Regions from separate parts of the Macaca mulatta genome. Here region 1 is linked to region 2. The links are chromatin contacts, called in public Hi-C maps. All regions are on one chromosome and are shown on one strand. The core of a region is the stretch at or near the end of the contact, and the rest is flanking DNA. Distances in the headings are between cores, read along the strand shown. Region 1 has its middle 25 kb from the start of TRIL. Region 2 overlaps CHN2 (chimerin 2).

Region 1 (5,669 bases), core at 2,614-5,113, 470 kb before region 2:
TCCTGACCTCAGGTGATCCATCCACCTCGGTGCTGGGATTACAGGCGTGAGCCACCGTGCCTGACCGTTCTATGAAATGTTAAAGGCAGGACGTTCATTGCCAACTCTGTCTTCTGCAGCCCAGGCACAGTGCCAGGTGCACAGTCAGTCTTCATAAATGTTTGCTACTGCTTTGGACACCACAGTCACCACCACAGGAAGCTGACTGCAAGTCATGGGCCCAGGCCAGTAGGGCAACATTTTCCCAGAGCGTGGCATGTGGACCACAGCTGAGATGATTTTAGGTGGAAAGATGGTGATTTTAGATAGGACATGGACAAGGTATAAAACAACATTGAATCATATAATGAGAAAGTTATTCCTTACCCAATGATCCTTCAACATTTCTGATTTCTTTTTTTTTTTTTCAGACGGAGTTTCTCTCTTGTTGCCCAGGCTGGAATGCAATGGTGCAGTCTCGGTTCACTGCAACCTCTGCCTCCCAGGTTCAAGCGATTCTCCTGCCTCAGCCCCCCGAGTAGCTAGTATTACAGGTGCCCGCCACCATGCTTGGCTAATTTTTGTATTTTTAGTAGAGATGGGGTTTCACCATGTTGGCCAGGCTGGTCTCGAACTCCTGACCTCAGGTGATCTGCCCACCTCGGCCTCTCAAAGTGCTGGGATTACAGGCATGAGCCACCATGTCTGGCCAACGTTTCTGATTTCTTCAGGGAGAAAGTCTCTGGTGGTAATATGTATTCTCTCTCTCTCTCTCTCTCTCTCTCTCTCTCTCTCCCCATCAACATCTTTTGGACAAACTAAATACACCTGAGGCTGAAAGTCAAGAATGTTTAGCAGATGAAAATATCTACCTGGAATTTAACACATTGTTCTCAATACATCTGTTTATGACCATCTCTACTGCACAGCAAGTGGTAACATCAGTCTTTGTTTTCCATCTCTGGGTAAGGCAATTGTACTCAGCAAATACCCCTGGTGTGCCCCTCTACTTCCAGCCCCTTTGCACTTAGGGGGGGTCATGTGACTGGTCTTCACCAATGAAACGGGGTGGAAACCTATACAACCTCTGGGCTAAGGCATTGACGAGCAGGTGCACAGCCCTCCAGTCATTCTTCCTCTGCATCAGTGGCCCTGGAGGTCACATTTTGAGATGGTGGCATTATACAATGGAATGAGCATGGATCTAGACATTGCCATCTATCTCCAAGAAAAGCTGCCCTGGAAAGTCATCTGACTTGCATTGGATTTCACATGAATGGAAACTAAACCTTTTTTATTTTAGTTTATTTCATTTTACTTTAAGTTCCAGGATACAGGTGCCCAATGTGTAGGTTTGTTACATAGGTATACATGCACCATGGTGGTTTGCTGCACCTATCAGCCCGTCATCTAGGTTTTAAGCCCTGATGCATTAGCTATTTGTCCTAGTGCTCTCCCTCCTCTCATTCCCCTATCCACCTACTGGTGCCCGTGTGTGATGCTCCCCTCCCTGTGTCCATGTGTTCTCATTGCTCAACTCCCATTTATGAGTAAGAACATGTGGTGTTTGGTTTTCTGTTCCTGTGTTAGTTTGCTGAGGATGATGTCTTCCAGCTTCATCCATGTCCCTGCAGAGGACATGATCTCATTCCTTTTTATGGCTGCATAGTATTCCATGGTGTGTATGTGCCACATTTTCTTTATCCGGTCTATCATTGATGGGCTTTTGGGCAGGTTCCAAGTCTTTGCTATCATAAATAGTGCTGCAATAAACATACATGTGCATGTGTCTTTATAGTAGAATGATTTATATTCCTTTGAGTATATGCCAAGAAATGGGATTGCTGGGTCAAAAGGTATTTCTGGTTCTAGATCCTTGGGAATCGCAACACTGTCTTCTACAATGGTTGAACTAATTTACATGCCACCAACAGTGTAAAAACATTCCTATTTCTCAACAGCCTTGCCAGTATCTATTGTTTTTTGACTTTTGAACAGTCACCATTCTGACTGGCGTGAGATGGTATCTCATTGTAGTTTTGATTTGCATTTCTCTAATGATCAGTGATGTTGAACTTTTGTTCATATGGAAAACCAAACCTTTGCTGTGTTAAGCCTTTGCAATATCAGGGTTTATTTGTTACTGTAACAAAGCCTAGACTATCCTGACTAATACAACAGTATTTTAAAACTTTTAAGGTTATAAATGAGTGAATTTAAAGAAAATATTAACTACATAATGGTCCAGGACATAACAAAAATGTTTGAAAGCAATACTCAAATGCCACCAAGTGCTTAGAGTCTTAGAGTTGATTCTACAAAAGAGTGGAAAGTCACTCCCCACCTCTTCTCATCAGGTTTCCCAAGAGACCTGGACCAGGCTAGGGTAAAGTGCAGCCCAGGGCTATAACAGAATAAAGTGAAACTAGTTTCAAGGATCAAATTTGCTGCCTTTCTGGCAACCAGCTGAATTAACTGACTCTAAAAAGCAGAAGCAGTATAATTAGAGTCATTAGGAGTCCAGAGAAAAAGACTTAAAATTACCTACTTTTCCCTGGGTGGTATGACAAACTCTCACTATTTTTGATTTTATGAAGGTCAGCTTTCCTACAGCTCTGTCACTCTATAGATTGGAAGCATGATTTCATACCACGTACTTCAAGGCCAATTTTTCCTTGTCCAGTACTCATAGTCTCACGTGAAGTCCATGTTATTTGTTCATTCCCATTACGCTAGACAGAGAATGGATGCACACATAATTTTCGTCTTGGGGATGATTTAGTAATGATCAAAAGTGAAACTGTTTCAAAGTGGGAAGCAAGGTGCACAGACTCACTTGCCTCCAATTGATTTCTCTTCCTCAAAGAAAAGTCCGGATGGAAGGAACCTTGAGACTTAGGTACCTCTGGGGTGCTGTGACAAAGTAGAAAAAACACGAAACAAGTCATTAGGGAACCCGACTCCAACACTAGTTCAGTTGTTTAGCTTTGAACAACTCCCCTTGCCTCTCTGTGCCTGTGTTTTCCATCTTTAAAATGGAAATATCAACAGTTACCTTAGCCAGGTGCCTTGTAGTGATGTGGAGGCAGATCATAGGCACGACAGTGCTGTGAAAATCGCATGACCAGCAGCTAACTGTGAGTGCTGGGTTCCTACCACATAATGGACTCTGTGCTGGGTACTTTTCACACTTATCTCATTTAATCCTCAGAACAACATATGCAGAAATTGTACCATTATCCCCTTTCTTTTTTGTTTTTATTTTTGTTTTTTTGAGACAGAGTTTCACTCTTGTTAACCAAGCTGGAGTGTAATGGCGCAATCTCGGCTCACCTCTGCCTCCCGGGTTTAAGCAATTCTCCTGCCTCAGCCTCCCAAGAACCTAGGATTACAGGCATGCACCACCTTGCCCAGCTAATTTTTTGTTTTTAGTAGAGACGGGTTTCGCCATGTTGGTCAGGCTGGTCTCAAACTCCTGACCTCAGGTGATCCACCTGCTTTAGCCTCCCAAAGTGCTGGGATTACAGGCATGAGCCACAACACCTGGCCTAACCCTTTCACATATGAGAAAACCAAGACTTAGTTGGAGAGGGTCAGTTACTTCCTAGAAGTCACTCAGTTACCAAGGGGTGGGGCCAGAACTCAAAGTCAAGTGCCAGTGGCCTGGGAGCTGGGGCCCATGTGAATCCCTGCCCCTCAAAGCAAGGCGTGGCTTGTTATCAACTCTGGGTCTGGCTTCTCTGGACTGTGACACAGCCCCATGTTTTGAAACTCCATTTTTCCACACGGGGTTAATCCAAAGAGCCTGCTGGGAGAGGAGAGACCGCTGCAAACCCTGCCAGCATGTTACATGCTGCTTAGCAACCAGTGAAAACAAGCAGCTCTCTAGCAGGAAGGGAAAACCAGCCTCAGGCTGCAGAGGAGGAGTGAAGAAGGGGGAGACACAGGGCCCTGCCTAATCTGGTTGGGTTTGTGTGGCCATGGGCACACGCTAATCTGCTTTCCCCTTAGTGTTAACTGGTCACTATGCTGAGGAGATGCCAGGACCAACAAGGAAGATAGCAAATGAAAAGACCTCATCACCTAAGTTCAACCTCGATCTTGGCATTTAGGCTGCCTGTAGAAGGTGGGTGCAGGCACCAGCCCTCAAAGGGCCTGGAGATAAGCCAGAAAAAGAGCTCAGTTCTCCAAAGCCACCGTTGACTGAGACTCTAAGAGAAGACAATTTCAAATGAATATGAAGGCCTTGATAAAGCTCCACCCATCCAGGAAAGAAAGTAGGGGAGCATTTCAAACTTTCAGCTAAAAGGTTTGAGGTTACAATAACCTTCAGCTTGCCCAGGATATCTTTCTTTTGCTTGAGGAATTTCAAAACATCTCAAAATCTCACAGAAATCTTCATGCCTAAAATCTATGCAGTAGGAGCCACTTCATGAAAAGTAATTAATCACATGACATTTTGATTAATGTAAGGAATTTGAGGAATTGTGAGTTTCAGGAAGGTTGGTGAGAATGTCTTCTCAAAGGAGTTCTCTAACGGAAATAACAAGTGAAGTATCATGAATGGAAGACCAGCATATCTGGAAGCGAGTGTGTTCCTTGCCACTAACTGCCTGTATGTCTTTAGGCATGCCATTTATGTATTCTCTCATCACACATCTAAAGAACCAGGCTGGAGGAAAAGACACAATGGCCCTGTCTGGCCCTGGGGTTGCTTAATGTCTCCGGGGAAGGTTGAGGCCTGAACAAGCCAGTAGCATTTAGCGTGGTCCATGCACTATGTGTCACCATGGGAAGGCATTATGGAGTTGCTGAAGCTCCAGTGGAATCCAGAGGATGAAGACGAGCTTGGCATGTGTAGAAAGGGGAGACAGGTATTGCGGGAGGAAGGGACTGCACGCACTGCCTTGTGGGGGAGTGATGTGGAACTTCATGGATCAATGGGACTGGGGCACAATGAGTTTGTAGGGATATGGCGGGAGATAAACCTGGAGAAGTAAGCCAAGCTCAGATTCATTCCACAGTGCATTCAACACATCGAGCCCCTACCATGTGCCAAGCAATGTGAGAGCAACTGGGATAGAGAAAAATCCCTGCCTTTGCAGAAATTCCACTGGCACAGAGTGGAACAAGGTCCTGAAGAAGACAGGTGACGCACAGCATATGTTATATGACAAGGACTAAAGCCAACTACACCCATGAGGAGGAGGATAAGGAGGTTGCATTTTAGTTTGAACATTTGAAACATGTTCTATAGGAAGCAAGAGAACAAGCCTTGTTGGTGGCTAAGAGGAGAACATTCTAGAAGGAGCATATGAGACCTGAGTACTATCTTAGTTCATTTGTACTACTATAACCAAATCCCTGAGACTGGGTAATTTATAAATAATAGAAACTTGTTTCTCACAGTTCTGGAGGCTGGGAAGTCCAAACTCAAAGCACCAGCAGGTTGGTGTCTGATGAAGGCTGCTGTCTTTATCCAAGTTGGTGCCTCAAATGCTGTGTCCTCACATGACGGAAGGGCAAAAATGTCCTGGGAGCTCCCTTCAACCTCTTTTATAAGGTTGCTAATCCCATTCATGAGGGCTCTGCACCTCCTAAAGACCCTACCTCTTAATACTATCATATTGGCAGTTAAGTTTCAACATACGAATTTGGGAGACACATGCAGACCATAGCTAGTACAAGGG
Region 2 (5,888 bases), core at 3,165-5,664:
GAGATATTTGGACTTTCAGAAACCGTGCATAAAGGGGACGACAAGCCACAGACTGGGTCTTCAGGTGCACAAAATTGTCATTTTCTTCTTTTGAATGATTGAATTTAATTTAGTTCTTGACAGCTTTTGATGCTTTCGATCACTTAAACTTGCCAATTCAAGTAAATTAAAACTTAAGTTCTAGTGTTCAATAGCACAGCAAGGTGACTATAGTTAAAACAATTTATTGTATACTCCAAAATAGCTAAGAGAGGCTTTCAAATGTTCCCAACATAAAGAAACAATAAATGCTTGAGGTGATGGGCATCCTGATTACCCTGATTTGATCATTACACACTGTACTTATATATCAAAATATCACACATTCCCCATAAATATGTACAATAATTATGTATCAATTAAAAATAAAAATAGAAAAAGTATGCATACTCAAAATCAAGCATTAAAAAAAAAGAAACATAAAACTTAGCTGCTTTTGGCTGGGCACAGTGGCTCATGCCTGTATTCCCAGCACAAGGATTGCCTGAGTTCAGGAGTTCGAGACCACCCTGGGCAACATGGTGAGACCCCGTCTCTACTGAAATACAAAAAATTAGCCAGCATGGTGGCACATGCCTGTAGTCCCAGCTACTGGAGAGGCTGAGGCACAAACATCGCTTGGGCCTAGAGGCAGAGGTTGCAGTGACCTGAGATCACGCCACTCCACTGCACTCCAGCTTGGGCTACAGAGTGAGAGTCAGTCTCTTAAAAAAAAAATCTAGCTGCTTTTAGGTTTAGAGACTCCCCCTTTTCCTGTCCCTTCTGCTGCAGTGACCTGGGGCAGGTCCCTCTGTGTGCCCTGTCCTGCTATTGTTACTCTGGCCCACAGGTTGTATCTTCAACATCCCAGCTTTTGTCTTTTCTACTTATGTGTGGGAATATTGGCAATGCTGTCTGCTCCTCCCACTCTCCCGCTGCACGTCCCCTCCGCCCGCACACCCACCCCCACATTCACTGCCAACCCATCCACCAACCCATCGCAAGGCTGCCCCCAGGGCTCTTCGCCCAGGCCGTCTACCCTCTCCATCCTGGCTCAGGCTGCACAAGAGGCTCCTCCGCAAGGTTCCTAGGTCCAGTGGCCTCACTGTCAAAGCCCCAACACCTCTGCTCCAGGCCCCAATAAACTGGCCTCCCAGTTCCAAACCATACCTGCTATGCAGGGCCAGTTAAACCCCCTGAGACTGGGCTCTGCCTCGGTCCCTCCCACCGGAACTGGGGATGCACAGAACGTTCATCTTCACTCCGAAGAGCATTGCTCCAAGACCTCCAGGCATCAGCTCTTGAGATTTAAAATCAAACTTTGGGAAGCCAGAAAGCCTGTTTTTTCCAGGCCGTCACTGCCGTACACCTTTTAAGAAGCGATTTTGGGCCGGGCGCGGTGGCTCAAGCCTGTAATCCCAGCACTTTGGGAGGCCGAGATGGGCGGATCACAAGGTCAGGAGATCGAGAGACGATCCCGGCTAACACGGTGAAACCCCGTCTCTACTAAAAAATACAAAAAAATAGCCGGGCGAGGTGGCGGGCGCCTGTAGTCCCAGCTACTCGGGAGGCTGAGGCAGGAGAATGGCGTAAACCCGGGAGGCGGAGCTTGCAGTGAGCTGAGATCCGGCCACTGCACTCCAGCCTGGGCGGCAGAGCGAGACTCCGTCTCAAAAAAAAAAAAAAAAAAAAAGAAGCGATTTTGAAGCACAAAGCCACGGGCTGCTTCTGATCTCACTTTCCTTGGACAGAAGCTTCAGCTTGGAAGGTCTACTTTTTAAGGATAAAGGGAGTTAGGAAATAAATATTGTGATAGGCACTTTTAAAAATGTTACCCTTCTCCATTTGTACCCTAACTTAATCTCTGCATTCCTGAGGAAGATACAAAACAAAACTTGTTTAGCTGACTTCCCTTCCCCCTCTTCAAGAAAGTAAAGGAGTTTTTCTCCATCCAGAAAATTTATTCCCTGATTTATTCTCCAAAGTTCTCCAAGGTTGGGTAATCCTAGAAAGAGGTGTTACTCCTCTCCCAGAAGCTTGGAGTCCCTTGGCACTGCCTCACTCCCCAACCCAGCTGGAAGAATGTTGATTATCGCTACTGTTTTCCAGAAAATGAGCCTCTAAAATTACCACCACCCTGAACTGAAGCAAGCCGGTTGCTAATCAATAAATGTCCACTTGCAATTAGGATAACACATAGTTCTCTGAGCTGAGAGCTAAATTGGTAATTGCTCTTCTGTTATTTCCCATGGTTAAAAAAAAGGCCAGGGGGGTGGTTGAGTAACCTGGCTTTTTGTTTCAACTTTCATTTTCAACTTGAGAGCAAAGACAATAGCAGAAAGCCAGGTGGACTGGGCATTCTTCCTTTTGTTTGCCTGCTTGAATACTTGTGTTTGGAGCGTGTGAGGGGTGGTTCCAGGTCACTTAAATGTGCAGCAGTCACTCCCCTCTTCACTCAGTTGGGGGGCTGTCGATTCTGGCTGCCCCCGCCATCCTTCTAAGGCTAGTTCTTTGTGGTCGTTATTTCTGTATGTGGTCTGTTCAGAGCAATGATGGTCTTGCACCTTCAGGTTTCATGGGATCATCTCTCGGGAGCAGGCGGATGAGCTGCTCGGAGGTGTGGAGGGTGCCTACATCCTTAGAGAAAGCCAGCGGCAACCAGGATGCTACACGCTGGCTCTCAGGTGAGGCGCATTTCACTCCTTGTTTTCATTGCTGTACAAGTGGCTTCACTGATGTTTGCCCATTTTTAAGAATTGCAGTAGAATATACATAACACAAAATTCATCGTTTTTCCCATGTTTATTTTATGAGGGGGGGATCCCACTCTCTCACCCACGTTGGAGTACAGTGGTACAATCACTGCTCACTGCAGCCTCTGCCTCCCAGGATCAAGTGCCTCCCACCTTAGCCTCCTGAGTAGCTGGGACCACAGGCACACACCAACATGACTGGCTAATTTTTTTTCTTTTTTCTTTTTTTTATTTTTATTTTTTATTTTTGTAGAGAAGGGGGTCTCACCATGTTGCCTGGGCTGGTCTTGAACTCCTGGGCTCAAGCCATCTGCCTGTCTCAGCCTCCCAGAGTCCTGGGATTACAGTCATCAGCCACTGCATCTGGTCTCCTTTTTCCTTTTTTTTTTTTTTTGAGACAGAGTCTTGCCCTGTCACCCAAGCTGGAGTGCAGTGGCGCGGTCTTGGTTCACTGCAAGCTCCGCCTCCTGGGTTCACACCATTCTCCTGCCTCAGCCTCCCGAGTAGCTGGGACTACATGTGCCTACCACTACGCCTGGCTAATTTTTTATATTTTTAGTAGAGACGGGGTTTCATCGTGTTAGCCAGGATGGTCTTGAGCTCCTGACCTTGTGATCCACCCGCCTCGGTCTCCCAAAGTGCTGGGATTACAGGCATGAGCCACCGCGCCCGGCCTCCTTTTACCATTTTTAAGTAAAATTCAGCGGCATTAAGTACATTCTCAATGTTGTGCAAACATCTCCATATCCATTTCCAGAACTTTCTCATCATCCCAAACAGAAATCCGCTACCATAAACAATTACCCTCCCTACTCCTTACTTGGTATCTTCACTTGTTTCTGAAGTACCAGCAGTCTATCAGAGGTTGTATACATTTCCTCAGTCACAGATGCTATCAGTAGGTGTGGACACTGGGACTCTGAGTATGGTCACACAGTAAACTGGAGAACCATCTGGAAAGCTAGTGTTTCTACAGCCACTTCTGCCTGCACCATCTAGCTGGCCGAGGCCACAGCATCTCTGCCTCAGCTCCCAGCAGCCCATGTTGAAGGAAAGGCTTCTTCACCTGGCCTTGCACGTGCAGACCTCAAAAGACCTGCATTTGCTCATGGGGTTCTCTCAGGGATCACCTTGTTGATCCCAGGAACCTGTCGTGAGGGCAGTCATGACCCTTCAGGCCAACGAGCCAGTAGAACAGGCTCTACTGAGCCTTTACCACAAAATCACAACTATTAAACATCACAGCACAGGAAAGACAGCACATTTATGGCACTTTTCAAACCTTGATCAAATATTTTCTGTCATTTGATCCTCGCCGCAGCCCTGTACGTTTTGGGGAAGGTATCCAATTTCAGAACTGAATTGTCTTTCAAAAGTTCGTTTGTGAACTCTTCGGAATTGGAAAACCCTCTCTCCATAGAGGGAATGGTGTCCGTGGGAGCCCTTCCCAGGCCCACAATGGTGTGTTCCATGCACCATCTCCCTATTATGGCTGTGCAGTGACACTTTCCAAGTTGCAATATGTCTACAACGTATCTTAAATAATGTAATTATGAGGATGAACTTAAAAAGCTATTATATCAGGCGCTGTAGGTGTGCCTATCTTCCCAGCGCTTCAGTAGCAGAAGCTGGCAGTTCTAGTGGGAAGTCAAGCAGGGGCTGTAGATGGAAGGCCAGGGCTCAGAGAGGAGGGAACCTATAGATTAGATTGTGGGGATGCTGGCAATGGCTCCAGCAGGGAGTTTAGCACACCTTATTGCTTCCCTTCTGTTGCACCAACTAGGGTGGAAGGCATGGGGTGCTCTGCTGGAGGTGGCAAAGATGCGATAATAAAGGGGCATCAGGACAAGGGGCAGGGCATCCCTTGCAGAGTAATTGCCAGGTATAGAGGAGAGCTGGTTCCCATTAAGTAAGTTTATAAGTAACATAGTTGTAAATCAGGCATTACCCTCTGACTTTTACAAATGAGAAGGATACTGACAATGACCTTAGTGATTTCTAGGATCAAACGACTCCATGTGACGGCCTGGGGTTAAGCCCCACCTCTGCCTTGTTCCAGGCATCTAAACTCAAGCAGGAACCGCCATCTCTTCAAGTGTCAGTTGCCTTTGCGGTAAAACAGGCATAACCGTTATACCATCTCAAAGGGTCTCTATGATCATTAGGGGGAAAAAATAATCACATCAAATGCTTAGCCCTATGCCTGGGCTACACTAAGTATTCAAAAAACGTTAGCTGCTGTTATTATCATTCCACACTGTGCTTATTTCTAACGTGGTTGTAATCCCTCATTCTGTCATGGGCAGGTTTGGAAACCAGACCTTAAACTACAGGCTCTTCCACGACGGGAAACACTTTGTGGGCGAGAAGAGGTTTGAGTCGATTCACGATCTGGTGACAGATGGCTTGATAACACTGTACATAGAAACAAAAGCTGCCGAGTACATTTCAAAAATGACAACTAACCCCATCTACGAACACATTGGATATGCCACCCTACTCAGAGAAAAAGTATCCAGAAAGCTGAGCAAGTCTAAAAACGAACCAAGAAAAACAAACGTCACACACGAAGAACACACGGCAGTGGACAAGGTGAGCTATGTGTGATGGAAACAGCCCTTCTCGTTTTAGTCCATGCCGAGTCAACAGGCGGGTTAACTATAGGTGCGATTTGCTGGAATGTTGGAGGAGAGCCACCCTCACCCAAAGAAGTCTAGAATGTTAGTGCCAAAGGGACCTTAGAAATCTAGTTCAGGCTGGGCGCGGCGGCTCACGCCTGTAATCCCAGCACTTTGGGAGGCCGAGACGGGCAGATCACGAGGTCAGGAGATCGAGACCATCCTGGCTAACACGGTGAAACCCCATCTCTACTAAAAATACAAAAAATTAGCCGGGCGTGGTGGCGGGTGCCTGTAGTCCCAGCTACTCGGGAGGCTGAGGCAGGAGAATGATGTGAACTCGGGAGGCAGAGCTTGCAGTGAACAAGATCGCGCCACTGCACTCCAACCTGGGTGTCAGAGCGAGACTCCGTCTCAAAAATAAATAAATAAATAAAAAATCTTCTAGCCCAGGCCCCTCATTTTACAGGTGAAGCCCAGAAATGTTTGATGATTTGTT

Evidence for each region. Hi-C and Micro-C count contacts between places; a contact is called where the count stands out from the background.
Region 1: a Hi-C map of fetal cortical plate shows a contact between it and region 2, with 2.5 times the contacts expected there. The contact joins two enhancer-like sites. A contact is called at or near these places in 9 of 14 Hi-C or Micro-C datasets (blood, cortical neurons, fetal cortex germinal zone and 5 more).

What each region holds. Positions count from the first base shown.
Region 1 is chr3:99,418,360-99,424,028 of T2T-MMU8v2.0, reverse strand. No RefSeq gene overlaps it. Among named protein-coding and RNA genes, the nearest start is that of TRIL, 25 kb to the right of the region's middle. Within about 2 kb of position 3,863, at least 18 of the 40 cell types and tissues checked have an H3K27ac peak or open chromatin away from gene starts, as enhancers often do. A contact at or near this core is called in fetal cortical plate, where this site is marked.
Region 2 is chr3:98,951,522-98,957,409 of T2T-MMU8v2.0, reverse strand. It overlaps CHN2 (chimerin 2), which reads left to right. Exons shown (of 13, transcript NM_001261577.1): 5 at 2,589-2,702; 6 at 5,078-5,363. Among named protein-coding and RNA genes, the nearest start is that of PRR15, 160 kb to the right of the region's middle. Within about 2 kb of position 4,414, at least 3 of the 40 cell types and tissues checked have an H3K27ac peak or open chromatin away from gene starts, as enhancers often do. A contact at or near this core is called in fetal cortical plate, where this site is marked.